2 separate regions of the Mus musculus genome follow, and region 2 is linked to region 1. The links are chromatin contacts, called in public HiCAR-type maps. All regions are on one chromosome and are shown on one strand. The core of a region is the stretch at or near the end of the contact, and the rest is flanking DNA. Distances in the headings are between cores, read along the strand shown. Region 1 overlaps Slc35f1 (solute carrier family 35, member F1). Region 2 overlaps Gm40650 (predicted gene, 40650).

Evidence for each region. HiCAR-type assays count read pairs that join an accessible place to other places.
Region 2: a contact with region 1 is called in a HiCAR-type map of astrocytes, with 2.9 times the contacts expected there. The contact joins two enhancer-like sites. A contact is called at or near these places in 2 of 484 Hi-C or Micro-C datasets (cortical neurons and ventral hippocampal neurons), 1 of 115 datasets of contacts at active chromatin or transcription factors (astrocytes) and 1 of 9 other capture datasets (embryonic stem cells).

Annotation. Positions count from the first base shown.
Region 1 is chr10:52,746,516-52,750,571 of GRCm38.p6, reverse strand. All of the region lies in intron 1 of Slc35f1 (solute carrier family 35, member F1), which reads right to left. Among named protein-coding and RNA genes, the nearest start is that of Gm36123, 56 kb to the left of the region's middle. Within about 2 kb of position 2,116, at least 10 of the 459 cell types and tissues checked have an H3K27ac peak or open chromatin away from gene starts, as enhancers often do. A contact at or near this core is called in astrocytes, where this site is marked.
Region 2 is chr10:53,501,240-53,504,811 of GRCm38.p6, reverse strand. All of the region lies in intron 1 of Gm40650 (predicted gene, 40650), which reads right to left. Gm20597 (predicted gene, 20597) reads left to right here. Exons shown (of 4, transcript NR_037973.2): 4 at 1,105-3,572. Among named protein-coding and RNA genes, the nearest start is that of Gm40650, 15 kb to the right of the region's middle. Within about 2 kb of position 1,386, at least 85 of the 459 cell types and tissues checked have an H3K27ac peak or open chromatin away from gene starts, as enhancers often do. A contact at or near this core is called in astrocytes, where this site is marked.

The sequences.
Region 1 (4,056 bases), core at 867-3,366:
AGGAACTAGATCAAAGATGAGGGACTCTGAGCCGGCTGACCCATGGCATCGGGCTTTCTCTTCAGGAGCTCTTCAATGAAACCAAAGAACCCTTTTTAAGTACAGACAGCCTAGTCAAGGAAGGAACACAGGCTTCTGACAATTAGGGAGAAATACTAAATAGACTCAAATCTTCCTAAAATACACTCTGCAGTACCTCACAGCCACTTATTTTCTCCCTACCTTTTCGGTCACCTTGCCTTTGCCTCCTGTGCCTGCATTAAAAATTGTCCACTGCCCATCATGCATGGTTGAGATATACAACTGTTCTTTCTGCAGTAAGAAATCTTTAACCACATGCCTTCCTATTCCAAGTGGCCATGTTTGTTATCTCTGTTGCCTTCCTGATCCCCTTCCCATCGACACATGCTCAAATCAGGACATATCTAATCTTCTTTAGGTGTATTGTGCTGGGAGTAAAATGTTGATGTAATCAGATGCTTAGCTTCATAGAAAATGCTTCACAACTTGCGAAATTATAGATTTCTTTCTGACTCTTCTATGTGACCAAGTTGATACCTATCCTATAATATACATAGTCAAATCTGTAAAGTAACATGTTAGATAGCAGTGTTCAGTAATGAGGTGAATATTAAATATAAGGGTTTTACACAAATAAGGGCATTTAAAAATATTATATCTGAGGGATTTAAGTACTTTATGGGTTACCTAAACTATACTGAAGGTAATGGCAGAGTCTGAATTCACAAATCAGGGTGAAGGGAGATTAAGATTATAATACTGTGATCCCTCCTAGACCATCTGTTCTCAAACTAGGCAGCATTCTGGTGGGTCTGCTTATTATCCTTAGCACCTCATTGGTTCCTTGTATACTACGGGAGCTTTGGAGTATTTCATGTGAGTAAATCAAATTATTCTCAAAGGACAATCTGATTGTACTGGAATTTGTGTGAATTTGGACTCAAAAATCCTGAAATTGATTTCTGCCATGCAAACATTACTTGTCCATGTACTCAAATAAATCTCTCAAAATCAAAGCCTCTTCCCTATTATATATATATGATGTTGATGAGATTAGCAGCCTGGTCATCATACAGAAGAAGTCAAAATCAATAGTTTTAATGTATAAGTATTTGTTATAAAATTATAAATGTCAGGTATACATGTACTTTGAAACTATGTTATAGGACACATCATTGGTTCAACAAACTAGTCTTCAACTGTACAACAAAAGAGAAAAAAATTTAAATGTTATTGTGCTGTTATGAGTGTGGGTACGTAGGCCAGGGGTAAACATTGCATGTCTTTTGCAATTATTCTCTGCCATATTTATTGAGACATGGTCCCTTACTGAACCTGGGATTCATCTATTTCACTAGACTGGTTTAGCCCACGAGCCTAGGGATCCTCTTACTGTCCTCTCTCTGGTGTTGGAATCACAGAAACATTCTACCATATCCAACTTTTCAAAGTAAGTACTATGATCAAGTTCAGGTCATCATGATGTACAGTAAACACTTTTCAAGCCAAGCTATATCCCCAAGACCCCCCTTTATTGTATCCCATGTATTATTTAGACAAAAAAAATTGTTGAGTCCTATTTTTACCTTTTCAATTGTGTACAAATATGTTTTTCCTATATCTCAGATATAGTAAGGTTTATTAATTTTAGGATGCTAGAATTGTTTTCCTCTCCTCGGATCTAACATGTTGGAAATTGGTACTAATCAGGTCAAAACACTGTTCCACAGACAAAATGGAGAAGGGGCATTCTGCTTCACCTTCTTCATTCTCTCAGGTTCCATTTTGATGGTAAGAATTATGGCAAAGATTTGGCCTTGAAGTCAAATGTTTGCTTAAAGGCACACATCTGAACATCTGAGATCCTGACTTTCCACATCTCTGGCTCAAATCCTAACAGGCCAACAGTGGCTTCAGTGATGTCTGATACGTTCTGAAATTTTCAAATGAAATAGTAAAAGCTTCCCTTGTAGGTATGTTAAAATGGCCTCTGTAAATCCCCCAATCAGCCAGTAGCTGACTCAGACAGCAGAGTTGGGCAGCACCCCACTACTGAGGCCTGGATGCACTTAGACAAAGAAACAGTCATGCTTTCAACCTCGAGTTTTATCAATGAACTGACTAGATTCCAGGCACTGTCCTCATGTTGCCTAGTAAAGACGCACTCATTGAAGGCTTAATCACAGCTTCACATACACAGTGAAAGGGTCAGAATCCTTCTCTGCACAAGGCATCCCAACAACACATCAAAAGACAGCACCATTACTCTGCATTGCCCTGTCTACATTCTCTCCAGCCAAGCTAGGGCAAAATGATCAGTACTTGTGCTCCTTCTGAAAAAGCCTAATGTCTACAGTGCCCCATAGCCCGGTGCCTGGCAAGGTAGTACCATCCTGCCAGCCAGTAATTGCAGACAAAGAGCTTGAGAAACTTCACTTTGTTTGCCAGAAAGGATTCTGCCTTGGCCATCAATGGCTATTTGTGAACTAAAGAGCAGGTGCCTATAAACTACTGTGCGGGGCATCCAACATACATGTAGAGAGGATGCCAAATAGTGGGTGCTGTCTCCAGTACAAGATACCTGATATTCCTATAAAGCAGCATGTTCATACCTTCAAGGTACTCCCTCTGTCTAGATAACAATGGCTTTGACCCCTCACACCATTTCTGTCAATGGCCACTATTACACTGGTCAGTGATAGCCAATAGCTATAAAATAGCTACACATGTTTTTAGTCTTTCATTTTAGGACACATCACTGCTGTGTTTTATTACCTTAGACCACCTTCAGGCATGACCGGGTACCTGCACTCATGTCCGTATATGAAGCACTGTGTTGAAAAGGCAGATATTAAAACAGTACAGCATACATGAAACAATGTGATTAATACAAACTAAAACAAAATTAAACCAAAGTAGAGTCTTAACACAGTCTGCATTGTTTTTACATCCTTTCTCATTCCTGCCTACTCTATATTCTTTCCTTTACCTAAGTGAGGCAGAGGGGAGAGAAAGTTCTTGGTATAGCAATAGAAACCTGGAAATCCCACCCCTAATAGTTGACTGAGGTATCCAATGACCTCTCAAGAGACAAAGAAGCAGCTTGAACTTGAAACCAGATATAATAAAATTTTATCCCGGAAAAAGTTCTACCAAACTTCTGCTAAGTGCTATGTCAGCTTCGGGTGTGAAATCTGCTAGAGTGGGTCAGGTGCAGCTCCGAAGATGAATCCATTTCTCATGTCTACTGTCAGATCACACACTAGACAGTAGTTTCTGTGTTTAGTTTTGGACCGAAGATCTGGGGATCCTGGATATACTCTGGTGAGCAAATACATGTCAGAAATGCAATTCAAGTACTAGCCTGTGCTTGCAAATCCTAACAAATAGTTCTTCTTGCAATAGAAAATTTTAAAACTCTAAGATACAGACTTTTCAACCCCAAGATATGAAATATCATCAAGATTTTATTATATATTAAGTGATACAAATATCATCTTCCAGTCTTAGTCAACCAAATGCATAAAAATGTGTTTAATAAGAAAGAATTTTCTCATGACAAGATTTGAAAGTGACAGATGATACTTGGGACAATCTGAGAATGGATTGTGAGGCTTAATTTAATATTTAAAGCTAATGAAGAGTTCAAAATAAATTATATATGAGTCATCTAATATTTTCAAAGAATTAAAATATATTTAATATTCCAGAGTTTATACTGAGTATATTTTAATATTCAATGAACATGAAAATTTTGAGGTCATCTCTATGTTTCTTCCTTATTTGATCATTTATATCCATGAGAAAGCTGAGAAATAGTTTTCTGTTCCTTATATCTCAGCCTGGATTACCAGACATATGAATACAAAATCCATCATTTGGAAGCTTTGGGTTTGGAACGAACACATCTATCTAAGAGAGTCACTTCTGACTACAGTCACTGTTTCTGGACTTGAAAATGTTGCAGATGTGGTTTGGGTAGCATCATACTGGTGACATTTTAAAAGAGAATGTTATGTTCCCACAAGAATCAAC
Region 2 (3,572 bases), core at 137-2,636, 750 kb before region 1:
TTTTCTGGGCTGCTTGAGAACTATTTAATCCTAAGAGTTTGTTTTTTTTCTCTCATTTCTATCATCTAGGATGGGCACTGTATCCAAACTTGATTAAGTTCTTACAACATCAGAGTTATAGCCAATCCTCAGTGTGTGTGTGTGTGTATGTATGTATGTATGTATGTATGTATGTATGTATGTATGTACAGTATGGTAAAGGGCTAATGGCCCAAAAGCGTAGAGCAGGCTACGGAACATGTTCAAGCTTGGGGTCCATGGAGCTCCTGATAAGGGAGTCCAGAGGGTGGTTCGGCCTACTAAACTAAAGCAGATCATGATAAGGCCAGCACACCAACCTCCATTGGTAATCACAGACCTGAGACTGGAGAACAAGTCTCTTCTGCTCTATAGCCCAACCCCCACCCCCACCCCCATTCCTGAGGAAAGGGTGATGTCCTTCATTCTTCTGATTAAAGGGCAATCTGTTTCTATTCAGGTCGGTTTACTCCTTCTTTTATTTCCAATCTCTTTCCGTGTTGCCTTTCCAGTCTAACAATTTATATTTAATGTCCTCTCAGGATGAGTAGTCATGTGACTATTAGAAGAAACATTGGTAACAATTGTCTCAAAACTGACATTCTCAGTCTGTCAACTAAGAAAAACCTGTATTCTGCATTTAAAATATTCTACAATAGAAACTTTGATCGTTTGTTATTTATTTATCTACTTTTAAAATCTATTTAGCTGATCTCCTGCCTCAGCCTCCCTAGTCCTGGGATTAAAAGGTATGTACCACTATGCCCGGGACTGATATATTATGAGTCAGTACTTTGGCACTATGAACAGCTAGTGCTAATGTATTTGTAGTTTGGGGAATCTTCCTAAATGAAGACTATGATTAAGATACTTTAGATGCTGATGAAAATTCTTCAAAACACATTTAGGGCAGAAAAAAACAAAAAAACAAAACAAAACAAAACAAAACCCTAAGCAGTCAGTGCTGGCTTCAAACAGATTTAAATTAGCCCAGGAAGCAAGCTCAGTCCAGACTAGGGAAACACGGGATCAGGGCGCCTGCGCCAGAAGCTCTGCTTCCTTTTCTCTGTTTTCTGTTTTACATAGGAATGAAAAGACAGCCGCCACAGTGTAAGCTTCCAGCCCAGGAGGGCCCAGGAGGGCGCAGGAGCTTTGAAAGCTTATCAGGAGCTGCTGTGAGGAAATACCTTCTTTATCACTTGTCACCTATGCCGGGCCGCCAGATGGTTCCACTTGCCTTCTCCTAAAACAGTCAGCATTGTTGTTCAGAGAGCAGGTCTTCGTGAGGCAAATGGGAGAGCGAGCGGGATTTGGGTCAGAACACAGCGGCTGCCCTCAAACTGGCTGTTGTGGCAAGGCTTTAGTTCCCTGCTTTGTCTTGTGTTCCCGCTCAGTCTCTGAAGCCTGGACTCAGGAAACTGCTCCTCCACCATCTCTCCTGACACAGTCTGTTTCTTGTCCTCTGAGGTCTTTTGCCCTGTGTGACCGCACTGCCCACTGTTGAGTTCAGCAATGCTGGGAAGACTCCAAGCGTCGGCCCAGAAACTCCTTCAAGAAAGCCAAATTCTCACCGATGCGGGGAGAATACCAACAATTGGGCCTAAAAAGGCCCATTTCTGGAATTGAGAAGCTGGGAACACCAAATCAAAAGTTGGCAGCAGCAGAGAAACAGAAGCCCACTAGGGACCACACAGGCACTGGGCTGCCTCAGTTCTCTACGTAAAGGAGCTAGAAAGAGCAGGGCGCCCTGGAGTGGGACTGAGCAGAGGTGCATGGAGACCCTCAACCACAGCTCAAGGGGCCAAGAGGCTTTGGAGTGAGAGGCCAAGGTTCTGGATGCAGGCTTCACTTAAAGGTTACCGGGGCCCTCCTGAGCGGGATCCATCAGCCTGCTATGACTCCCTAGAGTGAGATGCAATAATTACCACCTCATCCCACCTTTTAACCACTGTTCTTATCCTCCGTGGTTAGTCCTCTCCATCCTAACCTTTCTGTTCGGGGAGAGTTTCTGCTTTTCCTATTCAGTATGTCCTGATGCGTCTAAAAGAGCCATCGCCCACCCTTGTCAGGCAGCTGCGCTCTGATTCTCCGATTTAAACGGGCTCAGGACCACTGTACTCTACCAGGCCTGCTGTGGACAGACGCTTTCCCAGCATCACAGCAGACGGAGGCTCGTAACTAGTGTGGCAGCCTAGGAAGCCCTGAGTGTGAGGTTCCTAACTGAATGTGTGCTGTTGACAGGGGCACCGCTGTGTCAAGGACCTAAGCTTCCGTCTCGGAGGGCCATCTGAAAGCCTTCCCTCCTGTTCTGAGTGTGGATATAACACAGTGTGCTGAAAATGTTCACCATAACTCTCTGCCCGGAACCCACGGATATTTTCGCTCTGAAGACTACTCCCCTACAGAGACTGATCCTACCGAGATTAGCTAAACCTGGCTCCTTAATCCAGCTGTGTACCAGAAACCCTGAATCCTTGTTTATCTGTATGTAATAACCACACCTTCTTATTCAGCTGTATGTAATAATAATAACCCCGCCCTTCTGTTCATCTCTATATAACAAACACACTGTTGCTTTGGGGAGGAGGCTATGCTTTCTCCAACATAGGGCTTGGATCACCTAAACACGGCTTCCTGGCAGGTCCACCAGAGCTGTGTTGAGCCCAGCACCAGCGTACTAGCTGATATAAGGTTCCACCATGCTATTGCCATTGTCCTGATTCAAGAGAAGGAGTTTTTTGGCTCGGGCTCTGAAAGTCTATGACCCTTTAAATTCTGAACCCAGTCACTACACTAGAGTCAGCACTTCTCAAAGGATAGCATTTGCCTAACCCAGGACACTGGCTTTGTCTAGTGCCTGTATGTATTCATCTTATTTAATGTGGGGTCTCAGAGCAATTGCACACCATTTTGCCCCAAATCTCTGCTTTAAAGCATGGTGGACTTCATTTTATAGTATCTTGACAGCATGACACGCACATGATGAACATTAGGACAGTAAGTGCTTTGTAGAGATTTTTTTTAATCCAATTAATAACATAACTGCTTTAAGATATTTCTAGCCATTTAGGCTGAGGACAGGCCCATTCGAGTCTACTTTATATCTCTGTCTTTTCAAGCAGGAAGTCCTATAGTCAATTCCATCAAATGCCACAAAACTTTCCTCTAGTTTCCAATCCCACTGGTTTTCTCACTCCAGCTAGCTCCCTGCCTCCCACCAAGGCTCTTTACTTGAGTCCAACAACACCCACTGTGCATGGTAGCTATTATTCCAAACACTGAGGCCATACAGAGAATGAGTATAGCAGAACCCAGAACAGGGCATTTCTACTGACTTCCAAGCATGTGTAGGTGAGTAGGCAGAGCTGTAGTTCCCTAAAGACACCAATATCCTGATTTCTGGAACCGGAGACTATGTTGCTTTACATAGCAAAAAAGACTTGGTAGATTTGTTAAGTTATGGAGTTTGAGGTTGTGAGATTGTTCTGTATACCCTGGGTGGGATCAAGTTAATCTATAAGAAGTTCTTACAAGGGTCTGAGCCAGAGAAGGAT